2 separate regions of the Dromaius novaehollandiae genome follow, and region 1 is linked to region 2. Evidence: chromatin contacts called from public Hi-C data. All regions are on one chromosome and are shown on one strand. The core of a region is the stretch at or near the end of the contact, and the rest is flanking DNA. Distances in the headings are between cores, read along the strand shown.

Evidence for each region. Hi-C and Micro-C count contacts between places; a contact is called where the count stands out from the background.
Region 1: a Hi-C map of liver shows a contact between it and region 2, with 18 times the contacts expected there. The contact joins two enhancer-like sites. A contact is called at or near these places in 2 of 4 Hi-C or Micro-C datasets (brain and liver).

Annotation. Positions count from the first base shown.
Region 1 is chr1:6,078,909-6,084,108 of bDroNov1.hap1, forward strand. No RefSeq gene overlaps it. Among named protein-coding and RNA genes, the nearest start is that of SEMA3A, 36 kb to the right of the region's middle. Within about 2 kb of position 2,018, at least 1 of the 2 cell types and tissues checked has open chromatin away from gene starts, as enhancers often do.
Region 2 is chr1:5,909,659-5,914,943 of bDroNov1.hap1, forward strand. SEMA3D (semaphorin 3D) reads left to right here. Exons shown (of 18, transcript XM_064504907.1): 18 at 4,313-5,285. The coding sequence ends at 4,726. Among named protein-coding and RNA genes, the nearest start is that of SEMA3D, 140 kb to the left of the region's middle. Within about 2 kb of position 3,158, at least 2 of the 2 cell types and tissues checked have open chromatin away from gene starts, as enhancers often do.

The DNA of each region.
Region 1 (5,200 bases), core at 768-3,267, 170 kb after region 2:
CGCATCTGTCTTCAACACAGTGGGTACTGGAGAGCCGTCTACATCACAGCTACTCTTTACAGTTAATTTGAGACAGAGATATCAAAAAGAGGTGAAGCAAAGCAAGAATTGACTTTGTTAAGGTAATTCTTCGGGGCTGCAATAAAAATGCAGTACTATAGTGTTCCTGAACTTTTCTCTTTACAGTGGAAACACTGTAGGAAAACACAGGTGATACTTCACTCATTATTATAGGGTGTCTAGATGTGTAGGCCAAGACAGTGAAAATAAGAGAGATTGTTCATTGCTTTTGCTAGATTCCTGGTTTCCACGAGTCCCCAAAGTCCCTCATGCTGTTAGGGATGTAGATGAGCCATCCAGTTCAGGACACTGTTTGTTCTAGGCTCCCTCGATAGTCAATGGTGAGAGAGAAGGTGACCATGATTCAATTGATTTCTTACCTGAACTGCCTGCTGCGTGTGTTTTATTTAGTAGGTTCTAGTTTAAATCCTCTTTCAAATCACAGCCAGCTTTTTCCTTCACTTTGATTTCTTTGTTTTCCTGAAAAATTGTCTCAACCAGCCATAGTCATAAAGGAAATTGATGAGCTGGAAATAGAACAATTGTGACCTTTGAGAGGAGCTAGTTCTTCTTTGACTCCTTTAAAAGCTAAACACTATGCTGGATAGCTGTCAAAATGATTTTTTAGGCTTTCAAAAGTCTTTTCCATGAAATTTTATAGACATCAGTGCAGTTTTGTCCCCCACAAAGTAAGAGGCTAATTGCTGGAATAAATTAAAGTTCAGTTATAGGGTAGGAAACTAAGAGCATAAATGACATTTTCAGCTGGCACTTCTCCCTTAATTTTGTATCCCCCCCCCCCAAAAAAAAAAGACTTTTGTGCTTTTTCCAAGGACATCATTAATCTGTTTCTCTTGATATTATTTGCTGACTAATTCTGTTAAAAATGAGGGAAGTCTTCATGAAAAGTGATGTTTTATTTTGGGTGATGATATTCAGAATTGGCAGAAGAAGATACCTAAATGATGTAAGATTTGTTATTTCTCAGCAGATCTTCCTCTTGAACTCCATCCCTTTTATAACCTGTAGTGAAACTAATATTAATGAATTTTTTCTTTTTTTTTTTTTTTTTTAATGTGAGGAAAGCAGTCACCATTACATGGAGAAACAAGAAGTTTCTGTGTTTTTTTATATAATTTAATTATAGCTAATTACCTGTAAGTATATACAGTTTTTTACTTGCTTATATTGCTATCTACTTCAGTAAATGCTGAGTTTAATTAAAACACAGGCAAACCATTACAACCTTATTAAACTATAATAGCAAGCTTATAGATTCCCCAGATCTAGAGAAAAATGACAATCAGATTTGAGCTGTGTCCTGGTATCCATTTCTCATTTCACTCATTTTCAGCTCTATGTCTATGCAGGTTTCTTTCAGGGTCCTCATAATTTCAATCATTTTAATTAGCATTTGACCATGTCTTTAAGCCACAGTCCAAGTTGCCAGGATTAAGTAGGGATTTCACATACTGGTGAAGGAATTTTAGATGTCTTCATCAACATTTTTGTGTCTCTTGTGGAGTGAGACACCTGCTATCCTTTTGCATGTACATAATTGGGTCAATTTTCTTGGCTAGTGAGGCTGAAAAGAGAGAGAGGTAAATTCTTATCATTAACTTTCTGGTTCTTTACCTTCTTCATGTCTTGCCTTTGCAAATTACCATAAGTACAGAGGATCAGAGCTTGTTCTTTGCAACATCTTTCAACCAGGCACACCTGTGTGATACACAAGAGAAAATGTGCCTATCCATTTGAAATAAGTCAAGGGAACAATTGCACAGCACTGTCTGGATCTGGCCAAGAAGCAACTGCTTTATTATTGCAGCATGTGCTGGATCTTTATTTTCTAAACATCATGCTGAGAGAAGCGCAATAAAACCCTTTCTGCAATCGTTTCTCTCTCCATGGCGCTAAGGGTTCTCTGTTCCATCCCACTCCAAATAACACATGTGAATGCCTTGCCTTTTGTTTTTAAGTTAGGACAGCTCCACAGGGCACATATTAACACACATTAATGAATGGATTATGGGCTTGTCAGAGCTTCCGGTGATGAATTTAGAGCCCATTAAAGAACAGGCATTGATTGCACTGGAGACTGTAGCTCTCTGTTTAATCCCTAGCAGGTGGGCACTGGTGCAAGCTTCACCATCTTGCATCAGCAGTGAACCTCGAACGTGACCTCTCCAGAGGGAGAAGGGTAATTCATTTGCCATGTTTACTTTATCTTTAGCTTCTTTTAGGGGGAGGCTCCTAACTGTGCTGAATTGTTCTAAGTGAAGAGTGGCAGATGTGGGATGTGGCTCATGTTCTTGAAGGATTCTGTAACAGGCACTGTATGCTTGACCTTCAGACAGTTTAAAGTCAAGTCCCCACGGCTAAGAAATGAGTATATATTATGAGCTCTGTTAAATTAACTGTGGCTTTCTTGGTGGATTTTTCACTCCCGGGGCATACAATACAATACATTCTTGCACTATGACTTTAATTTCTGCTTTAATTTCTGTTAGGCAAGAGAGCTGCTCAGTTACTGCAGAGCTTTTACAAAATAACACATAGTGAAAAAGGTGAATGCAGATTAAATCAGGACAAATTTGAAATATATGTGTGCATATATATGTATATTTAGGAGTTATGCAAACACAGCATAGTTTATGGTTTCAGTCATAATACAATCCCAAGTCTTCTTTGGATATAATGCTAGTAATCAAATTTTAAAAAACAATGGAGAGAAAGCCTATTTACCAAAGAAACAAATCAACTGTCTATAGATTGCTGAGGCTCAAAGATGCAGCACAATGTCGTCTTCATGCCAGACACCCTTCCTAATCTCTAGTAGTTATGGGGAGATGTTTTTGCTTTGAGGTTTCTATGGTTAGCTCCCCATCTGGCCCATGCCGCTGAAATGGAGATGGAAAAGGAACGCGGTCCACTACCCTGTAGATAATCTGAAGGCTGTGCTGGAAGATGGAGTACTTGTTAGGGGGTCCCAGTGCCCCAGTATAAAGATTTTTCACAACCTTGCATGGAGAATTAATGCTTTATTATTATCCAGTCACTGAAAAATCACACTTAATTCAACTAGATGAAAGGAAAGTGTGAATAGAAGAATTTCCTCATAAGAGCCAAAATAGATAACACAGTTACAAAAAGACAGAGGTGAAAATGATAGAGGTGAAGGAGTGCAAGAAAAAGTACATTTAAATTACTTTAATCTTATACTAAGTTCAAATCACAATGCTTTTTCTGTCTTTCTCTTTCCCATATTGAGCTAATTTGCTCTTCTTTCATGACAAGGGGTTGCCAGTGTTTCATTCCTTATACATACCATATACTTCACACTACAGCCTTTGGAGATAATTTCTCCATTGAAGAGACTTCATCAGACTGCACCTCTTCTTGCAGAACATTAGCTCTCATGGGCTGTCTTCTTTGAAGTCTTTTAGGAGGTCCAGGCAGACTTAGCCTTTCTTCTAAAAACATTTTTCAGTTCCTCATTAACCAGGAGATAGGCTCTGTAGGCTTCTTAATTAAAAAAAAAAAAAAAAAAAAAAAAAAAGTCCCTTCACTTCCTTAAAGTTGAAGCTTTCTTTTTGTTAGATCAGGTGCTATTGCATTTGATTGTTTTATCAATAACTTTGTGATTCAACAAGGTCTAAAATTCTTTTTTTCTCTTCTTCTTCTCTCCTTGGGGATTTATGGTCACACTTTAATGTGAAATGTCTCTTACAATGGACTTCACATCTGTATCTCTGTGTGCTTTAACAAGCACAGTCAATACAAACCCTTAAATAGAATACACGTATGTAGCTTATTAGGTGGCTCTTGACCTTGACAAGACATGGTGACAATTCACTCTTCCTCCAAGCATACTATCAGTTATACGTTTTGGGTAGTTGATCTAGGTATTTTTTTTTTAGTACTACTTTTTTCTTAATAAAAAGTAGAACCAAAGCAAAAATCTATAGATGTAGGGAGTAAGGAATTGTTTATATGGAATTCACTTTGATCTTTTATGAAAAGAAGTCAAACTGCAATGGGGAGGCATAATGAAATATTGAAGTACCAACCCAAAATATAGACCTTCCTTCCCCTTTTTTCCCCTTCGTGCTTTAGTTAAAACTCCCAGTAGTTTTAGTTATTTAAATGATATTTCCCTCTTGTCTGTAAGCCTGTTCTTTCTATTTGTTCTCTTTTGTCTCTGTGTTTTCCTGACTGAGCTTGTAGCTTAATTTAGATTGAATTCTGTAAATAACATCAGCATGGGAGCTGAAAACAAGTGTTCGTACGATGCTCTCTAGCACCCAACAGATAAATATCATGTGGAATTTGCAGCTGACACTGAGGAAACCAGCTTTAGGTTTGGCTATCTTGGCTGTTCTTCAACCCTAGAAGAACAAAACTCGTTCAGCTACTTTCATAGGACAATTCATGCCATTTATCATTAAACCACCATACAACAATATCTCGGTTTCCTGTGTGAGGTAGTGTACTGAGAACAACAGAAAGTTTCTGTCCACCAGAGTTTTTGCTTTTCAGATGCTTCACTGTTTTCTTGTGTCTCGTATTCCTCTGCTTTTAACATCAGGTCTAAGGTTTGACTCATACTGACTTCAGAGAATGTCTCATCAGGCCCAAAGTGAAGATTAGAGCTCAGCTTAATCAGTGCTTATCCAAATGCTTCTCTGGAAGCTCTAAGATGGAGGAAGATTAAGTTTGCCTTCTTTCTCATTTCCCTTCTTTCCTTTTGACACTAAACTTGTTGATTTCATCACTTTTGAATGTTTTAAGAACACTCCGTGCTTATTTTGTATGTGTGTTTGTATGTGGTTTTTTGGCTCATGAGTGCTAGTCTGCTGCTAGAATGCATCATTCTTAGCACCTGTCCGAATTTATTAGACTATATAAAAGATTCCTCAGGATGGAGACATTCAAAATGTTTAATTTTAGTTTGTGTGATTAGGTGTGAGATATATGTCACAGTGGACTACCTACCCAAGGTGAGTGTCAAACACCGCACCTGCACGAGAGTGTTTTTCTTTGGGTAAACGTACTTGTGTCAGGAGAGTAAGCTCCACTGCTCCATCTCGTGGGAGGAACTAAGCACACCACGTTTCACTCGTGAAGCAGGTGCAGCATC
Region 2 (5,285 bases), core at 1,908-4,407:
AGACTAACCTTTATTTTCAGTCAAATGATGGGGATGAAGACAATGATGATGGACAAACAAAGATGAATGTGAATTCTCAGCAAATGTTCCCCATTTTCCTTTCTCCCGCTCTTAATTTGTTCAGGGGTTGCAGCTAACCCTTGATTAGCCCAGCTTTACCTCTAGCATTTTTTCACATGTTGATTAATGAGGGAGGGCAGGCTTTGAAGCCACTTTCTTCTCCCAGACAGGTGCAGTGTTTTAACTGTGAAAGAGTTGACATGTGAATTATTTGTAAAGAGGGAGCTATCTAAACACATCATTAGCAAAGGACAAAAGGCATTGACCTAACCTGGTGCCACAGCACTTTCAAATCACTGGTTGTTTTCCAACCTACTGATTGTTTAAAGATTTGCCATCCTTTCTGGCAATGCCTATTCTTCCTCCATTGTTAAAATCCGGTTGTGAAAATCAAGTATTTGATCTACATAGAAGCCTTTTTTCTTTGTCAAATGTTGCCGGTATCTTTGGTATGCCCCATGTTTTATGTAATGTATCTTAGGCAAACTTTAAGTCCCTACTACAGTGATTAAAAAATACCATTTGCTGATAAAATATTGTCAAAATCTGATCTCAGTCTGCTGTGAAAAGAAAGTTAATGGTAATCAATTGCTTCATTTTTGTGGTTCTCAATTTGTTCCCTCTTGCACAAAACCATTTCTCTGATGTTTAATATTTACTGTATGCTCAAATTTAAGCACAACTCAGCATGCTTTTGTGAATTAAAGCTTTTGTGCTTCTGAATTGTTAAATCTGTTTATAAACAGTTTAAAAGTTATAAAACAAGAGAGTAACTGATTATGACATATTGAAAAAAAAATGAAATGACAAAGATGAAATGATGTCTTTTACCTAACTAGGCTTTTCACTATCCCCCAAATTTAATAAAATATGTTTTACATCTATAGCTCAGGAACCAAAGAACACATTAAGTATTCAAGTGAAAGGTTAAAGATCTGCTACCAAGTAATGAAATGCCAGGTGTTTATGAAACTCCAGAGCCCTGTGGGGGAACAAGTAAAGAGGAAAGGCAGGAAGAGTTCTGAACCTGTGGGTAAAAAAACATAAACAGGATACCAAAGAGAGAAGTGAGGAGGGGAAACAATAATGAAGTGTTGCTCAATACGTGTGAAATCGGAGCCATAATTTCATCCTGCCAGAGGATAAGAAAGGAATGAACAATGAAGCCACATAGAAGAAGGAGGTGACAGTCACCGTAAATCAATACCCAAGGTTAGCACAGGACATTCTGTAAGAGCGCTGCTTCATTAAAAATAGGAGTCATGATGGGCTGGGATTAAGGGACACAACTAATTTAGCGTCTGTTAGCTTTCTCTGGGGTATCCTGAGGCGGAGCAGGGGCAGCTCCGTTACTTAACACGTTGAAGACTAGAAAGTGAAGGCACAATGGTAAATAGTTACAAGTCACAGGGTGCTGGAGTTGGGGGTCCAGTGGTCTTTTCTGTTGTAGATCTCCCATTATTCTTCCATCCTTTCACTGGTAAATAGGCGAAGCGCTAGTGGGGGCTCTTTGCAGCAGCACATAGCCAACCGCGGCAGCCAGCTGGAGGGCGTCCAAGTGTGGGAGGTGCGCAGCTGTCGAGCCGCTCTAGACTACAATACTGGCAGAGCCACGGACGGACAGATGCTACCGGTGCAACTGCATCGAGCCCTTAGCTCGGAGAGATTGGTCCTGGTTTCACTCAGACATTGTAGGAACTGGGTCTTTGGTAGCGCTTTATGAAACCCAAATGTTTGGGAATCCGCTGCTCCTTCACATCCTTCTTTTCCCCAAGTTCCCCACATGTTGATGTGTAGGATTCACCATCATTAGCGGGAAGTCTGGGCAGAAGGAAAGGGTTTCCCTGTCATGTGGTGACAACCAAAGCTCCCACCTGAGCGTTTCCACCTGGCCCTGCTCTCCCTTCTCTTTGTGGAGTACAGCACCACAAGGAAACACCTATCCTAGACATTTCTCCCTACAGCTACTCATCTTTGGATTCATTAACACCTTTTGTGCTCCTATATTTGCTGCAGCCATAAGAAAGGAACAGAGAGTTTTACTTTGAATGAAGTGTCACTAGCTGTTAAAATTGAGAACTACAGCCCTATGCTGTAGCTTCTGGAGATGGAAAAGTGAACTTTTCTATTCTGTCCGCCTGCTATCGTCTGTGTGAGTGCTTGCGTATTGACCATGAGTTCTCTGGTTTAAACTCAGTGTAGTAAATCAAAACTAGCTTGTGCTCACGTAGCACCTGTTGTCAGAAGATAATCCATTTTCCAGGAATTTGCTGAAATTAGCAAGATTTCATGCTGCCGGTGCCAGTAGGCATGGTTATATACAGTTTACAATTAAGGAAACTAAAGCTGAGGGGCAACCCCATGCTGTCAACTGGCGGCAGGAACCAAATGCTTGGCCACAGAACCAGGCTGCCAGAGCAGTGTCCTAACACAGGCTTTCATAGTAGTTCATTTTTCATCTCTGATTAGTTGATTTTTCATCTCTGATACAGTCAGATCAATGGTAGTACATAGGAATGGATCTGTCTGTCTGTCTATCTGTCTATTTATACATTACTCAAGACTGTTACAGTAGATGCAGTAGGAAGCCAAACGCCCCCCTCTCTGCATGTATTATTTATATATCCATGTGTGTATTGCTTTCTCTAGTGATCTAGAAATGGTCTCTAAAATTATTTAGCAATTACAAAATAGTTACCATAGAATCTTATCTCATATATACACTACACACACACACACACACACACACACACACATCTTTTCTCATGGAGTAGGAGAGGGAATCATGTGCAGATTTTTTACATAAAGAAGCAGTGTGTAGCTTACCCACTGTGAATAAATCTAATTTAGTCATCTTTATGCCTCCCTGATCTTCCTCCTCTGAAGTTGGCTGGAGGGTCAGATGTGCACCCTGGGAAATTTTCCAGAATCTGCGCTGAGTTTCTCTGCTCCCTCCCCCTGTTTAAACTGAGCCCTCCGCCTTGTGCTGAAGTTTTTGTACATTATAACAATACCACCAGCAGTGCTGGTGCTGTATTTAAAGTACTGGCTTTAATGTGGGCTAATCAAGCTGCACTCCAGGTCCGTTCAGTGCTGTTCGGCGCTGCAGCCTCTGCGTGGCAGCAGAACATAGCACGCCCCAAGGTGACAGCTTTCAGCTAGAACAGGATCATTTTCAAAGCAAAGACTGGTGTTAGAAGAAGACACTGGCAGTTAAGGCTCTCATTTCTACTTCCACCTCTGCTATTAATCTTTGTATGGATGTTGGCAAATCACTTACTTTCTGTGTTCTCCAGCTGCAGAAGTATTTGGGTGCCTGGTGCTCCATCCTGGTTGTTTTGTGGGAGTTAGGTTATATCGTAAATCATTTTCAGATCTCGAGATATGTAATTTGCCTGACAGTATTATTGCTCTAAGATGCACCTTATTTTTAACGAGATATTGTGATATATTTTCAGAAGTATTTCCATTTGTAAACCGAAGTGTGGTTCCACATTGACAGATCTCAGCCCTCACTTGAAATCTCATTTTTTTCTTTGCCCGTACATTCTTTCCTATACATTTACTTTTATTTTTTCCCGTAAGTTCATTGTTTTGGCTTTAAGGTCTGTGAAAAAGAAAGAATTGAAGAGCTGTGTTGGGTTGTAGTCTTCTAGTCTTACTGAGTGTTTTTAATCATGTCCCAGTGAGTCAAAGCCATCATCCACTCACTTTTACAAAGCCCAGTTGAAGCAGAATCAGAACAAGTGACTTTAAAAAATCAGTAGGAGGAGGAGGGGGAGGGGGAGTTATTGGAAATGTAGTAGCGCCTCAACGTATCAGATATATACAAGGACCTGAATATATTGGGTGCAGTACAAATAGCTCAAGAAAAACAGCCTCTGCTTCATGAGTTAAAAAATGATTGGGATTTGTGGGCACTGAAAGCCTACCCTGCCATGGAGAATGTAGTCTAGCTTTCTGTGTTTTGGTCTGCTGAGTGGTGGTGTCCTTTCAGCTCTGCAGCTTGTATCTTTTGCCAATGCATGCTGAAATGTTACTGATAGAGATGCTATAATTAGGAGCAGCACTCCAAAACAGGAGGGATCGCACGGTGTCTGCCTGAGGTTCACATACACCATCCGTGCTGGCAACCGAGGGGCAGAATGTGCCGTGTGCCGGCTGTGCCTTTCCTCCAGCTCAACATGGCAGTGACACACTTTCTGCTTTTCCCAGTGAAATTAATGTGTTGTGTTCTTCTTTGACCATGCAGCTAAAGGCTGACGAAAGGATCATTAAAACAGAGCACGGGCTGCTGATCCGCAGCTTGCAAAGGAGGGATGCGGGAGCCTATTACTGCAAAGCCCAGGAGCACACCTTCATCCACACCATTGTGAAGCTGAATTTAAACATCATTGAGAACGGACAGATGGAAAGCACGCAGAAGACTGAGGACGAGGAGGGCCGGGTGAGGGATTTGCTCACCGAGTCACGGCTGAGGTACAAGGATTACATCCAGCTGGTCAGCAGCCCCAGCTTCAGCCTGGACGAGTACTGTGAACAGATGTGGCACCGCGAGAAGCGGCGGCAGCGGAACAAAGGTGGGGCCAAGTGGAAGCACGTGCAGGAGATGAAGAAAAAGCGAAACCGAAGGCACCATGAGCCTGCCCGGCCACCATCTACATAGTCTGGAAATTCTATTTAAAGAAAGGACATTTTCCATGAAAAGAAGAAAAAATACTGTGTTATGGTTTTGTGCATCTTGCGTATGAGTTAATATTGCTTCTTACTGAAATCAGATAACTCACCATCACTATTAATCTGTACAAGATTGTACAGATCACGGGATACAGTACCAAATGAGATGTTCCTTATTGGAGTACCACACACCAGGCAATAATTTCAAATGCATTCATTAAGAACAAAAGATGTACACTTTAGCTAATTTCTGGATAGCCTGAGGCTACATGAGTTGTGTTCTGTACTTCTTCTTACATAATTTTCACATAGGATTTAGTGTCCGTGTTCCCATGTTAATACTTGCTGCCATGTTCCACCCCAGAGGTGGCTATGTTTCAGAGGAGGACAGATGTATTTGTAGTTCTTTGGCATCTTTCTGAACAAGAAGCACTGTAGAAATGTGTGACAGATCTGCAAAATGCCCTCCCCTCCCTTTACCCACTGGGCTTGTATAAAGGCTCGTGGGTGGGGTTTGCTAGCATAGAGAGGCTCAGCAAAAAAATCAA